Linked DNA regions of Sander lucioperca: region 2 is linked to region 1. Evidence: chromatin contacts called from public Hi-C data. All regions are on one chromosome and are shown on one strand. The core of a region is the stretch at or near the end of the contact, and the rest is flanking DNA. Distances in the headings are between cores, read along the strand shown.

Region 1 (7,261 bases), core at 3,526-6,025:
AGACGAGTGCTTGCACAGTGTGTAATATTTTGTAAACTCAGTCACCTTTGCTCTTACAAAGATTGTTTCCTTATAAGCAGTAGTGTTATTGTTGCATGTTCACTGTTGAGAAATTGTGCACAAAATTCAGAGCATTTGTAATATGGGTTACATCAGTGTTGGATTATCAGTATCAGCCGTCTAACTGCAAGTGTTACCTCTAAAGGCTAGAAGAAGAACAGAAGTTAATTCTCACCCCATTTGAGAGGAACCTGGAGTTCTGGAGACAACTGTGGAGAGTGATCGAGAGGAGGTGAGAAACGAAAACTGTATACAGCTGTCCGCTCATACATCTTTAATAAGGAATGTGTTTTCCTTACGTAATACTTAAGGCAAACTGTTTTTGTGTTTTCCTGTAGTGACGTTGTCGTGCAAATTGTTGATGCCAGAAATCCTTTGCTGTTCAGATGTCCTGACCTAGTGAGTGCATTTAGCAGGGTTGCTTAAATGGGAAAGGGAAGTTGCATGCACTGCTGAAGGTGGATGCAACTGAACTGTGACTACACCTTTCAATGTTTTTAATGACAGTTATCCCTGCATTAAGATACACATTCTCAATGCTGGGTTCTGTTTGTTCTCTTGTAGAGTTTTGATTTCCTTCAAGCTCTTATCTTTCATCTGCGATTTTGTCCTCAAAGATTTGTTCTTAATGTAGTTGTTTATAAATAAGTAAAATAATCAAATTAAATAAAAGGAATACACCTGCAGGAATACTGTACAAAGGTGAACTGAACGTTTGACACATTTCTGTTGTGTGCTGCCAGGAGTTGTACGTAAAGGAAGCGTCAGAGCATAAGGTGAACATGCTGTTGTTAAATAAGGCAGACCTGCTGACCAGGGAGCAGCGGCGATCCTGGGCCAGACACTTCCAAAAAGAGGGGCTTAGGGCGGTTTTCTGGTCTGCGCTGGCTGAGAGAGACCGACTGGATGCAGAGGAAAAGGTGAGAAGGTGCAGGTTTGAGAAGCTGTACATAAACTCTGAATTATATATTGTATGTGTTAATACATTTATTTACATTTCTTGGGAGCAAATACATGTCTTTACCATGGGGAGCTGAATGCTTTCAGATTGTAATTTCAGATTGTTTTGGAGGAATGCTTGTGAATGTGAGTAGAGACTTGCTGCTGCCTTTAAACCCAGTATCAAAGTGCAAAACGTCTCTTCTCACAGGGCGTGGAAGTGGAGGATCCAGAGTGTGAAGAGAGTGACCCAGAAGAGGAAGGATGGCCAGACAATGACTTGACCCAAAAAGGAGCAGCTGGAGAGAAGGGAGAAAAAAAGGTGGCGGAGGAGAAGGAAGATGAAGAGGGAGAAGAGAGTGGTACAGACGAAGAGCAGCAGGAAAAGATAACTGTAGAGGAGGAGGACTGGTACACCTGCTCAGAAGATGGCGAAGAGGAAGGGGCTGTTGGTTCCTCCAACAAACCCTCCTTCTACAACTCCAGCCGTCTGCTGCATAAGGATGAGCTGCTTGACATGTTTAAGGCTGTTCATAACGGGCCCAGGTGTAAGGAAGGACAACTGACAGTGGGACTGGTGGGGAAAACTTAACACTATACATTCGACTGCAAAATGCATGCTGTGATCAAGTCACCCTATGAGTTTTCTGATTGACTATGTGTATGAATTCAACAGGTTGGGTATCCTAATGTGGGAAAAAGTTCCACCATCAACACTATTTTAAGGAACAAGAAGGTGTCCGTTTCAGCCACTCCTGGACACACTAAGCACTTTCAGGTACAGGACTACTCTTTAAACCTCTCAACGTGAATTCAAGTCATTCATTAACCGAAAGCATACGGTGTGATTTGATTTTGTTGTCTTTTCTTGATGTGTCACAGACTCTGTATGTGGAGCCAGGCCTGTGCCTCTGTGACTGCCCAGGGCTGGTCATGCCCTCCTTTGTTTCTACCAAAGCTGAGATGATCTGCTCTGGGATCCTGCCCATTGACCAGATGAGAGATCACGTACCTGCAGTCTCCCATATATCCTTTCTGCAGCAGCTTTTTCAGTCAGTGACACAACAGCCTGAAACGGAATCATCCAATCACGACTGCACCCTTCTGTCGCTGAACCCCAGCATCAGTTGTTGATTTATTCACTGCAATGACTTCAAATAACCAAACTTAATTTTACATTGTTGTCTTGATGTTTAAAATGGTTTACCTAGAATCTTGAATTTGAACATCATGAAGCTCACAGCCCCCCCCCCCTCTTTAAGAATTTCTTGGACCTGGTCCTTAACATATTTGTCACATATGTCAGCTGATCCCTAGGCATGTGTTAGAAGGCACCTACGGCATCAACATCATCCGACCACGAGAAGATGAAGACCCCGACAGGCCCCCCACGTCTGAGGAGCTGCTGATGGCTTATGGATGTGAGAATACCGGATATTTATTGTAATTTGTCCATTTCGTGTTGGCTCGTTTTCTTAGTTTCTCTTGAATGTGTTCTTTTTATCTGCTCTGTTTTTGAAAGCATTGTGTAAACTCTGCTTTTAGGTAAGAGCCGCAAGAGTTTATTATTGCGTTTCCCTCTATTTCAGACATGAGAGGCTTCATGACGACGCATGGCCAGCCTGATCAGTCCAGATCAGCCCGGTACATCCTGAAGGATTATGTCTGCGTAAGTGCCAGATCCGAGTCAGAACTGAAAAACTAGTATAAACTAGTCGCTAGTATTTTTGTTGTTGGTTTTGCCTTCTTTTGTATAGTATGTAAGGTTGAACAGGGCATAAGGGAAACATCCATTGAGTACCAAATGTGTAGACAGTCTCCTGTAAAACCTGTATCATTGACTAAAGATATGAAAATATGTGCATACTGAAAAAAAAACATCCTCTCCCCAACAAACTCTTCCTAACAATGTTGACTCCTTACAGGGAAAGCTTCTGTACTGCCATGCTCCTTCATATATTAATGCTGAGGACTTCCAGCCGCAGCACAACAAGTTCCTGAATAGAGACTCGGACGGCTGTGACCTCTCCTCCTCCTCCACAACAACAAACAAACAGAAAATCCGGAGAATTGAAAATGTGGTTGACAAGAACTTCTTCCATCAGGTATGGCAGATCTACTGTCCTCTTGTTAGTAAGAAAAATGCCTTATTAGCAGTTATCATGAAATAAAAAATTGAACTGCTTGAGTATTGATGGGATCTCTGTTTTCAGGAGAATGTGCGGGCGCTCTCTAAGGGGGTTCAGTCGGTCATGGGCTACAAGCCAGGCAGCGGACCTGTCGGCCCCGGAAAACCTGGATCAGAGGCGGTGGTGGGAAAACCCTGGAAAAAACACGGCAACCACAACAAGAAGGAGAAAGTACGCCGTCTTACCAAGCATCTGGACGCCTGACGATGATCTAAAAAAAAAAAAAAAAGCATTTTTAATTACAGATACATTTCAGCAGGAATGGAAAAGTGCACTGCAGTTCACATGTGATTCCAAAGGAATTTATGCTGATTAGTATCTGTAGGTAGATATAGGCCCTTTAATCCTGTGAGTATGGAAAGATCAGACTGTCTCTATTATTATATTAACAAATGATGATCATGTACAGCTCTGGGTAGAAAATCATATTGGTGCAATGCATTCTATAAACTGGATCACCAGTTGTACATCCGATCTCCCCACAGTGTTCAGAAATGGACTCAACATTCAGAGGATGTGAATTTTATTACACATTGAACAGGACATTTTCAATTTGTATTTTGAAGGTGTTTCAAAAGACACATTGCAAAGTCTACATTAACCATATACATTACTGTATGTTTGATACTGCTTTTATCCATATACAGTTGTGATTAATGTTACTAAGATTATAAAATAAATTGAACGTTTTCATGTTAGTGCATCCCTCCTTTACTCCATTTCCACAAGGTTATCATTGGTTAATGCTATAGTGCAAACTGAAAGAAAAATAATCAGTGTATTAGCAAACGTTTAAAAATTGTTTTAAAGTAGTAGTAGTAGTAGTAATAGTTTTAAAATTCAAATCGCAAATTTAAATAATTATTCATCTACGATATGCATTCCTGTAAAGGTTCATCTATTTAAAAACTATTTGCTGCAGTTAAGAAGTATAAAAAATACATTAATCAATAATTGAATATCATTTAATGAAATGACTGATGTGAAAAGGCTCACCCATAGTGTTTATAACAAAGCCGAATTCACGAAAACTTTGCAGACGATTGTTTAAAAATAAGAGTTGGGGCAGCCCTAAAACATCTAGATTTGATCTCGAGCTTTGTGTTATGGGGGGATCTAATACCCAGACTAGCATATTGAATTGTTTTTTTTATCAGATCTCAAGGTTGTCGAGCCAATCAAGGAATTGTGTTCATTGATTGCCCAGTGCTTACAGCCAAGAGGCCTTCAAAGCCAACAAGAGAGGCCATGACCCTTCTAAACAATGAATGAGGAAATTTCTTTAGAGCCAACTCCCAGGACTGTGTCTTATCAAAGCGTTCTAGCCACCAACTCTCTGGGAATAAAAGGTTTCTCCCCCGCGCCATGGGTGTAAGAAAGTTGAGCAGAACTTCCCTCCATCATCAGGACCGCCTGTGTGAGCCTGAACCTCGGGAGGATGCAGCACCTGACATAGGATTCTGCTCCTCGGGCTGAGCAGGACCGTGATCCTGATTACTGTCTGCCAATGCTCGACTTTGATACAGGTTTGACTTTTTTTTTCTTCTTTTTCTTTCTTTTTAGAAGGGATGCATTCATTTCAAATTAGCTTTCAAACGTGAGACTTCTAGCCTACATCTAATTTCCCACAGCATCCAGTATTCCGTAGTGTATCACAGCACAGGTGAGCTCCTCCCTAAAATAAGCAGGCGCTTCCATTATGCTCTTGTGCTTCTGGCGGATGCATTGCAGCACAGGTGTTGCACGGATTCGTTTTTTTTCTTCTAGTACCACGAAATGCAAACAACATATTCGCAATTAATATGGGGGGACGTTCATTGACCCTAGAGGGTCAGACGAGAGGAAATCTCAACACTTTTCTCTACAGTTTGGTTGAATTTTGCGTCGATTCAGTCACTACCTGTTTCTCTCATGGCGCAGACAAACTTTGCGTCCCCGTCGGTCTCAGCTTCCTGTCTGCGCTGCTTTTACTGCTGTCATGCTTTCTGTAAGTAGTTTTTCATTGTACTTGTTCCAGTAATTTATTGAAAATGATCTTACATTAAAGCCGTGTCAACTCTTTAGGCTCGTGTATCAGAGGTGCACATTTCGGGGAGGGAATCCAGGAGAAACCATCACTTTCCTCTACAGCCTCATCGGTAACATGTGCAGCACAATTGGAGCCATTCTTTCCAGACAGCTGCATATTCAGGTAGCATACTTTTATATCGTGGCACGTATCTTTTGCATGCAGTAATAACTAATTTCTGCTTCCTCTCTGTAGATTTTGATGGGTGCTTTTGCTGCTGCTATGGATGCTGTCAGTTTTATGACATGCGGTTTCCCTGTGCTCCTGTGCTGGAACTCAAAGGCAGGTACGTTTAGAGTAATGCCAATTCTCAATAGTAATGCAAACCTTATCATTCCCAGAACTCGATCAACTGTACACTGTTCAAACAAAATGGAGGTAGGTAGCACAAGTGTTTTAGTATTAGCACCTAACTGGCTAAACCCTTTAGGCAAAACAGCAAGGAGACTTATCAGAGACGCTCTACAGATAACCAAACAAATGAATAGAGGATGTGTTATAACTGTGCCCAACTGCAAACGTGTGTGTGTGTGTGTGTGTGTGTGTGTGTGTGTGTGTGTGTGTGTGTGTGTGTGTGTGTGTGTGTGTTCTCCCTCAGAAAGGAGGCTGAGGATGAAGAGGGGGCGGAGGAGGCAGCACCTACTTGCTGTGTGTGTATTGATGGTGGTTGCAGGAGGTTTTCTGAAGTCCATGGTGACCCAGCCAGCAGACAGACCTCTTAGCGTGAGGAGACTGCTGCATGCCACCCTGCAAGTAAGCACACACACCACCACCGTGGCCAGTTGTAGTCCTTTAATTGTACGGCACATTGCAGTTCCATGGACAAATGCATTTCCATTTAATGTGTTGTGAGTGACGGGTGGAAGGTATTTGTGCATTTACACTTTACTCACACTTATCTGTCGTTCCGTAGTTTTAAATACTCAGTAGTTCATATAATTCACAACATCTTCAATTTCTTTTTTTTTCTTCTTTTTTTTTAGATACATTTTTTATTATTTTTATATTTTTGAACCTACAGAACAAACACAATTGAACAAGAAAAAAACCCATCTCCCACCCCCCCACCCTCTGCGGTCTCGAGGAAAACAAAAACAAACAAATAAGCAAAAACAAAAACAGAAATCACACTTTGCCTAGTCACTCTCTTCTAATTCTTGTGGTGCTGAGGTCATTAGGTCTGATATTTGTGCTGCTGCGTTTTTCCATAGGTTGATAGTCAATGATTTGGCTTTGTTAATCCTTGCTGTAGAGAGCTCAAGTACAACTATGTCTAGAAAATACGCCAACCACTGTTTTATACAAAGCGAGTGGGGGGGGGGGGGGAGCCAGCGTTGAGCTATAATTTTCTTGGTTGTGGTTGAGCCGGCTAGCCAAATTTTCTTCTGTCTCCCAAGCAGGTGTAATTTAGAGTCATCATTAAGTAACAAAACAATCGGGTCAGTAGGAATTCAACATCCTATCACATCAGATATTATTGATGTTGTTTTATTCCAGAACTCATGCACCTGTTCACACTCCCAGACCATGTGCAGGAAAGTTCTAGTTTGTTCAGGTTGACAGAACGTGCAAAAGGGAGTGGGAATGAGTTTAGAGACGCATCTCTTCTGAGGAGTCCAGTATGTCCTATGACATATGTTGAAGTGGATCTGCTTGATTTGGGTTCTTGGAACAATGGAAAATATTGTCGCAAACTGTCTCCCAATTAATTGCGTTCCCCTCAGGGCTCAGCTCTCGCTCCCATTTCCTTGCTATTGGGAGTTCTCCTATGGATGCTTGCATCAGTTTAGCATAGATCTTGGACGCTAATCCTCTCACAGGAAAATCAACAAACCATTTAATGACTGGGTGCGCCTCAAGACTGTTTCCCCATGGCACTCCATAACATTTTAGGGCTGCTCTAACATCTTCAATTTCTGCAGTGTGGATGGATGTTCATGTTCTTCAACACGACCTATTTAGACTTAATACCCTGACCTCGTAGTAACGTGTCTGACATAACAAC
Region 2 (7,261 bases), core at 3,462-5,961, 190 kb before region 1:
GTGGACCTGTAAGACCGTGCTTGATTGACATCTCCCTCACTCTATTGCTAGGCTTTGTTGCACCTGTTAGGGCAGGGCAACTTACACCTGGAGTTTGGTGACCTAAGCAAACTCCCACCTTAGCCCCGCCCAACTTAAACCTGAAAATATGCCTTATCAGCCAGTAACTGGAAACACCAGTGTGTATGTGCAGGGTCTTTAATGTTTCCTACGGCGTTGCATATATTATCAATGGACAAAGGAGTGTCGGCGTGGATCTGTTTTTTTAAGCGGTGTATAACATCAGCACGCTGATGCATGCCATCAGTGTGGATAACATGAAGTGAACTCATTGTTGATGTTTATTGGTTCAAGCACAATGGGAAATTTTGACAACTGGCATACCCAGAGTGCAAAAGGTTCAAATATAAACAGGATCAGAAATGGCTTTAAAGTCAATACCAATTAACTAAAAAAAATGTCTTGATCTGCCTCGATACCGATCCAGCAGATCTGCTCGGGGCATCCCTAGTCTGGTGCATGCCTACTAATCGACGTACATTTTATTTAAAAAATATTTAAACTCTTTGAACTTTGAATTGAGATTGCCCTGCACCCTCTCCTACCACTCCCTTATTTTACTTAAGAGTTTTGTGGCTTTTTTTTTTTTCTCAAGAAAAGATGCCTTGAACAGAGAGAAAAAAATAAAGAGTTAATATTTTACTGCAGAACAAGAGACAGAAGGGGGCTTGCGAGCCTGGTGCCATTATTTTTTTCTAATCTCCTGATGGCAGCAGAGGACCACTTTCAGCCAGCAAGGAAGGGGCTCTCTGCAAATGACTTGTCCACTATGAAAACCACAACACAAATAACAGAGAGAGAAGTTTACAGCTAGATTGTCAGACATGGACACAAATGTACATTTCCCTTTTACATACCTAAAAATGCCAAGCACTGTAAAGCTTAGCAAATTTTGCTTGGTCACAAAAACTCATAATGGCTCAGATAGTGTTTGCTATTCTATCAAAACAACCTACAAATTTTGATGTATGTTCACAGATATCCATGTAAGTAAGACAAGAATAAAACAGACACCCACCTTCGGCAAAAGGGACCACGATCAAGGCTCGGTCCACGAAGACGGTGTTCGTCAGGTGTTGGGAAACTCCCACCGACTCAGACTCAAGGAACTTTACAAAACAGACACGTGAAGTCACAGGCAAGGGAGAGTCACTGGAAGAAAATACAGATATGTTGTGCAAAGAATACAAACAAGGAGACCCAACATGCCTTCTTCAAACTGACAATGAGTGTTGTGTCCCCAGGGACAACTAACTTAATAATGGATTATGGGCTGTACAATCTCATCCACTCTCTGACCTCTACCATCCTTTGCTTAGACCAACAAGGTATCTTAGAGACGTTTTATAGTGTGTTGTAGTGTTATCACAACTCTCATCGACAATCTGTTGAGAATCAAAGAACACTGTCGATCACTGACGCTTTGAACCTTTGATGTTGTTATGGTCCTCGACATGTCCTACCTGCTGAGAAGCCAGGTGTAATTGGATACAGGAAAATACAAAGCAGAGAACAATTATTTCCTACTATAGTCAATGTTAAAATACTGTAGAGTACGTATTGCAGTAGCTCATTAGCATCCCAAGGGAGATGTGGGGAACCCAAGGGATTGCCAACAGGACGTCACTGACATGACAACATTAACGCTAAGTTAATTTGTTTTTCCACATTGTTTAAATCAGCAATTCCTACATTAAGAAAATGCTGCAGCTGTTACATCTAGGGCTGCAACTAATGTTCATTTACACTGTTGATTAATCTGACAAACTAATTTTCCCATTACTTAATTGTTTAGTCTGTCAGAAAAAGAGAAAATACAAATTAAATTTACAGTGATGTAAAGCAGAAAAAGACAGAAGCTTAAATTGGTTAATGCTAGGCAATGCCTGCAAAAGCGTTTTTAAAAGCGGTTCTTGCCGCCCGGCAGAGGTACAGCACTGTGAACTCTGGGCAGCAGAGCAGAATACTTGCGCGTTCCCATGGGCGGCAACCGCATACCCCTATCGCCGTGATCAAAACCGCTTCGCCTCTGCCGCCTTCTCCTCATAGAAATGACTAGAGGCGGCGGGTTAGCGCGCAGCGGTGTGAAAGCTCCATAACTGTTAACTAGCTACATTTGAGTCTGTAAAAGAAAGGACATTTCAATCCTTGCTTAAACCCTCACATAATGACATAACATGAGAAATTATCAGTACATGTGTCCCTCATACGGAATCGTTAAGGCGAGTGCTGCTGCTGAACTAAAGGCGCGGGCAAACGTTAGCATTAGCATGCCGTGCAGAGAGGCCTAACGTTACTCGACACTACAGGCCTCAAGAGAAGCCCAGCGTGAGCCACGTAAGCTCGGCAAAGACATCGTTTTACCAATTAATAGTTCATAATACTCACTCAGGTGGAAACAGTTTGAGCTCCTCTATGTTCCCGAGGAATCCAAACAGAGTCCTCATTTGTTCGGACGTTGTGCTCGGGGAGACATTTGTCACCTGAATGACGTGCGTGTTGGAATTCATTTTTCGCGAATGCTAATCAAGCTAGCTAGCTTTGTGCTAGCAACGTGCCTGAATTTAAAACGAAACGAGCTGGGTAACGTTTACGAAAAAAACAACATCAGGCGATTACAAAAGCTAGCATTGCTCCTGTAGATAGAAGATGGTACATTTGCTGCGGGCAAATCCGCAACGGCCGCGAGCAGCAAAGAGCAACAATGCCGCTGCCGAAAATGTCGCGAGGCACGGATGCTGCTTTCACGTGCAGTTTGTAAACTCGTATTCATGAGTTTTCCCTAGCAAACACGGGAAAATAATGCTTTTGGTTGATATTTACCAGTGGTAAAAATAGTAATACTACCTTTTAAAAATACTTGCATTGTATTGCATTGCATCATATCTTATAAGGTAATTGTTTGTCTATAGCTTGGCTGATACTGGATTTTTGAGGCCGATACTGATATCAATATTTGTGAGTTTAAAACATATAATATTATACATACACACCATAGACGTATAAAAAGTATACATATACACTACCGGTCAAAAGTTTGGGGTCACTTAGAAATTTCCATTCCACTCCATTATAGACAGAATACCAGCTGAGATCAGTTGCATTGTTTTTTTAACCAGGGCAGCAGTTTTCAGATTACATTATGTGCTTAGATAATTGCAAAAGGGTTCTCCAATGTTTTCTCAGTTAGCCTTTTAAAATGATATCAGATTAGTAAACAGAATGTGCCTTTGGAACATTAGATGAATGGTTGCTGATAATGGGCAATGTAGATATTGCATTAAAGATCAGCTACTTCTTTCTACAACAGTCGAGAACCCTTTTGCAATTATCTAAGCACATAATGTAATAAGAAAACTGCTGCCCTGATTAAAAAAACAATGCAACTGATCTCAGCTGGTATTCTGTCTGTAATGGAGTGGAATGGAAATTTCTAAGTGACCCCAAACTTTTGACCAGTAGTATATATATATATATATATTATAGGCTATATGCATTTTTAAACAGTTGTTGATAAACATAACGTAAAAAAACAACATTGTGATAAAAAACCCTTAGATTTACATACTAAGATGGATATTTACTGTCAAATATATGAGATACTGTAATTACCTCAAATTTAGTTTGACATTTCTGTAGGCCTACTGCAATTTTTTGTTACTTTCTGGCAGACATATACGCTGATACCAATATATCGTCAAAATTAGTTACAATATAGTTTCCGCTGAAATGCACTGGAGTATAGAGGAGCATCAAATGGAAAAACTCATGTAAAGTTCTCCAAGACTGAACTCAAGTACAGTAGGTTACTTGAGTAAATATCTATATGTACTGTATATTTATAAAGCTCCAGAAACAGCACAACGAGGAGAAAATGTGCATCATGTGCAGTACATGAATATGGTTCATTGTTTATATCAGATATCTTCAACAGGGGGTCTTCAGAGTTACTGCAGAGGACCACCAAATTGTTTTTTTCTTAAAAAACTAAAATATGTCTAAAATATACATTAACATGAATCCAACATATTATTAGTAAAGATAAATCGGCCTATTCCCCATTTAATTTACACATTTACTATAGGTAAGGGAGCCACTATGGTAGCCACCCACAGATACAGTTAAGCTTAAGGATTCACTGCGCCTTCCACATTAAAACATAAAACATGATGTATAAATAATATATAAATATCAATCCATCCATTTTCATCCATCCGGCCCAGTTTAATATGCAACTCAATTTTCATACAATTTATGCAGTAGGGGCTTCCTGCTTCGTCTCTCTTTCAGCTAAGGGGTCCTTAGCCTAAAAAACGTTGAAGACACCTGGTTTATGTTATTATGTTTATAGCTATAATGTAAACATTATATAGTATCGTTGCTGGTGTAGAAACTATCGCATCTTTGCAACTCCACTAGTAGGCTACTTTGGTTGAGCTATTAAAAAAAAAACTAAATTAGGTTTTTGATAATTTTAAATACTATATATATATATTTAAAAGCGTGATTTATACTGTAGAATCTTAAATGAACAATCACGGAAAATGTGGTCAATACAATGGAGAAATAAAGACATCTACATTAAAATCAAATTCATTTACAGTGAGTCTCAGTTTTCCAACTGTACGTAATGGCAGCACGGCTCGGAAAAAGCTGAAGCCAAAGTGGGTGTGGTTAAAGTTGTGTCATAGCATTTTGTTGCTAGGCTGCTAGCTAACGTTAGTGATTTCTCCAAATAGTCGTTTTACTTATCGAAATCACAAAGCCATGCAAACTCCGTAATACTTTAAGAACGACCAATGTATGCAACGATACATCAGCAATTTTAAACAATCAAACAGTGCTTGGCTTTATGCTTGGGTTAAACAAACAGCGTCGGAGGGCAACTGTATCAGGCGCAAAGACGTCGCTTGCTAATAACTAGCTAGCATTCTCGCTACCACTTGGCATGTCAACAGTTTGCTGCAGGTATTTGGATTATCTGGCATTCCGTGAACGTTAACGGTGTCGTAATATTTCAGTGTAACGTTAGCAAATGTAACATTGCTTCATAAACGTGAGGATCCTGTAACAGGTCGAACAAGCTGTCAAAATGGAACTGCAGAGATCAACGACATGAGACACTTCTGTCATTTTTCTGTAAAGGCACCCCATTTACCCCTTTTACCTAGTCGAGGAGACCTTCAAAAACGCTTCAAAAAAGGTAACGTTATTGGAATAGTACAATAGTAGGAATGCATGTAAGAAAAGATAAATTACTTGAGATAGATTACGTGAGATGTGTTGGTTTATACTGAATTGGATAGTAACGTTACAGGATAGTAACTTTTGGATTGTGATCCAGCTGTGGATGTCAAACCAAAACCATTTGTTATGGAGCATTAAAAGAGTTTCCATTTCAGTTTAACAAAAAGTACAAGAATGTTTTAAACACTAAATCTTACTTTGCTAAAAATCCATTGACCTTATAAACACCTGTAAGTATTTCTAAGTGGGTCTTGACTAAATGTGAAGGTAACATGCCGGAAGTTAGTGCACAAAAGTCAAACCCTTTATTACTGCCATCTCTGTGCATCAGGACTAAAATGAGTGTTTTCTTTCTCTTACAGGAAAATGTCAGCAACTTACCAAAAATAATAATGAACCGGAGGGACACAAAATGCTGAATGTATTCCCTTGTGCACCCCCATTCTCATGACCTCAAGAGGGAGGTATGGGCATCCTAAGACTGGTAGCCAGAATCATGGGTAGGATCAGTACTTTCAGGTCCTATCAGTTTGTGCTTCTCCTGGCCGCTGCACTTGCTGTTGTAGCTTTTTACTACTTTGGCTCAGAGAGGCAGAACTTCTCCAGCACCACAAAGAGGATCAAGCACACCCAGGCCAGCCACAACGCCAACAGAAACGATGCTGACCTAACTGTGGACACCAGGCTCTCACACCCAGTTGGATCTGAGGAGCAAGGAGAGGAAGAGCGAGATGAAGGAGGAGAGAGCAAGGGATTAAGATCTAGGAAAGGGGACAGTGATAGCGCCGGTGACCAACGCTACCACGCACTCATGATGTTCACCAAGGTGGACAAGAGCCGGAGCCTTCAGGACAAGTTCAGGGTGGCCATGTTATCTATGGTTCAGCACGGACAATTCATGGAAGGAGAGGTGTTGGTCCTTCATTTTGTGAGTGACCAGGCCAGCAAAGAACTGGGAGAGAGGATGCTGCAGGAGTTTCTACTTGATGCAACGTTTAAGTATGAGGTAGGCAATCTAAAAATGTGTTTGCACTGTACCATGGCTCTGGTATTGATTGATTTCAATATAAGAAGAAGAAAATCCTCATGATGTTTGACTAATGAGTTCTATTTCTAGTAAAGTTGCCTTTAATGTGCATTGAAATCACTTGAGTTTAGTTTTATGCTGATGTGATTGTGGGTTAGTCAGATAAAACTTAGGCAAAAAGGAAAGTTAGTATTAGTTAACCTATTATTAAGTAAGTAAAATGTATTTATAGAGTGCTTTTCACAGATACAAATCACAAAGTGTTTTACATAAAACCTACAAGATGATACATATTAAAACAAAAATACATAAAAAATAAAGTGCAGACTGGTCTTTAACTGTTTTTTAACAGAGTCCACAGAAACAGCATTCCAAGTCTCGGTGCTGCATACTCAAAATATAGATCACCACGGGTCTTAAGCAAAGTATTGATATTAAGATCTTTGTAGTAAAACAGTGCCGAAAGAGACACGTCTTGTATTTTAACTGCACAACTCTGATGAACCAGTACCAGAGTTTCTTCTAAAATGCAAATATATTTAGTTTTATCAATTCAACATTCAACACTTCAGAGTCAGATGCAAAAAAACATTTACAAGTTAACTTTTGACTAGGAGAGTAATTTTTGCAACTAAAAAACATTTTGACAGATTGTACAGTATATTCAACTTGATTTCCCAACAGATTTCTAACAGGAGGAAATAAAAAATATTTTGGCAACGTTGGGTAAAATGCTTATATAAATTATACATCTGGTCACATTGGGTACCATTTTATTTTTGAGCGATGGCGACAGTTCCAAATGGGTTAGATATAAATAATGGCAGATTTAAAAACAATATAATTAGCGTTACTTAATGTATAGCAAACAAATGTGAATATGGTTAACAAACTTGGAAGTAAAGACTTGAAACAAACTAGTTTGTA

Evidence for each region. A called contact is a pair of places that touch in the nucleus more often than the background predicts.
Region 2: a contact with region 1 is called in a Hi-C map of muscle, with 6 times the contacts expected there. The contact joins the promoter of xxylt1 here to the promoter of tmem44 in region 1. A contact is called at or near these places in 2 of 2 Hi-C or Micro-C datasets (liver and muscle).

The regions. Positions count from the first base shown.
Region 1 is chr11:3,793,465-3,800,725 of SLUC_FBN_1.2, reverse strand. tmem44 (transmembrane protein 44) reads left to right here and starts at 4,775. Exons shown (of 11, transcript XM_031307491.2): 1 at 4,775-4,940; 2 at 4,942-5,175; 3 at 5,253-5,379; 4 at 5,452-5,542; 5 at 5,855-6,009. The coding sequence starts at 4,888. lsg1 (large subunit GTPase 1 homolog) reads left to right here. Exons shown (of 15, transcript XM_031307276.2): 5 at 1-17; 6 at 206-292; 7 at 399-459; 8 at 804-980; 9 at 1,211-1,576; 10 at 1,676-1,777; 11 at 1,882-2,025; 12 at 2,297-2,420; 13 at 2,589-2,668; 14 at 2,925-3,104; 15 at 3,213-3,757. The coding sequence ends at 3,392.
Region 2 is chr11:3,986,277-3,993,537 of SLUC_FBN_1.2, reverse strand. It overlaps xxylt1 (xyloside xylosyltransferase 1), which reads left to right and starts at 4,711. Exons shown (of 5, transcript XM_031307318.2): 1 at 4,711-5,263; 2 at 5,670-6,313. The coding sequence starts at 5,774. LOC116055271 (serine/arginine-rich splicing factor 11) reads right to left here and starts at 2,809. Exons shown (of 12, transcript XM_036007138.1): 1 at 2,449-2,809; 2 at 1,079-1,212. The coding sequence starts at 2,570.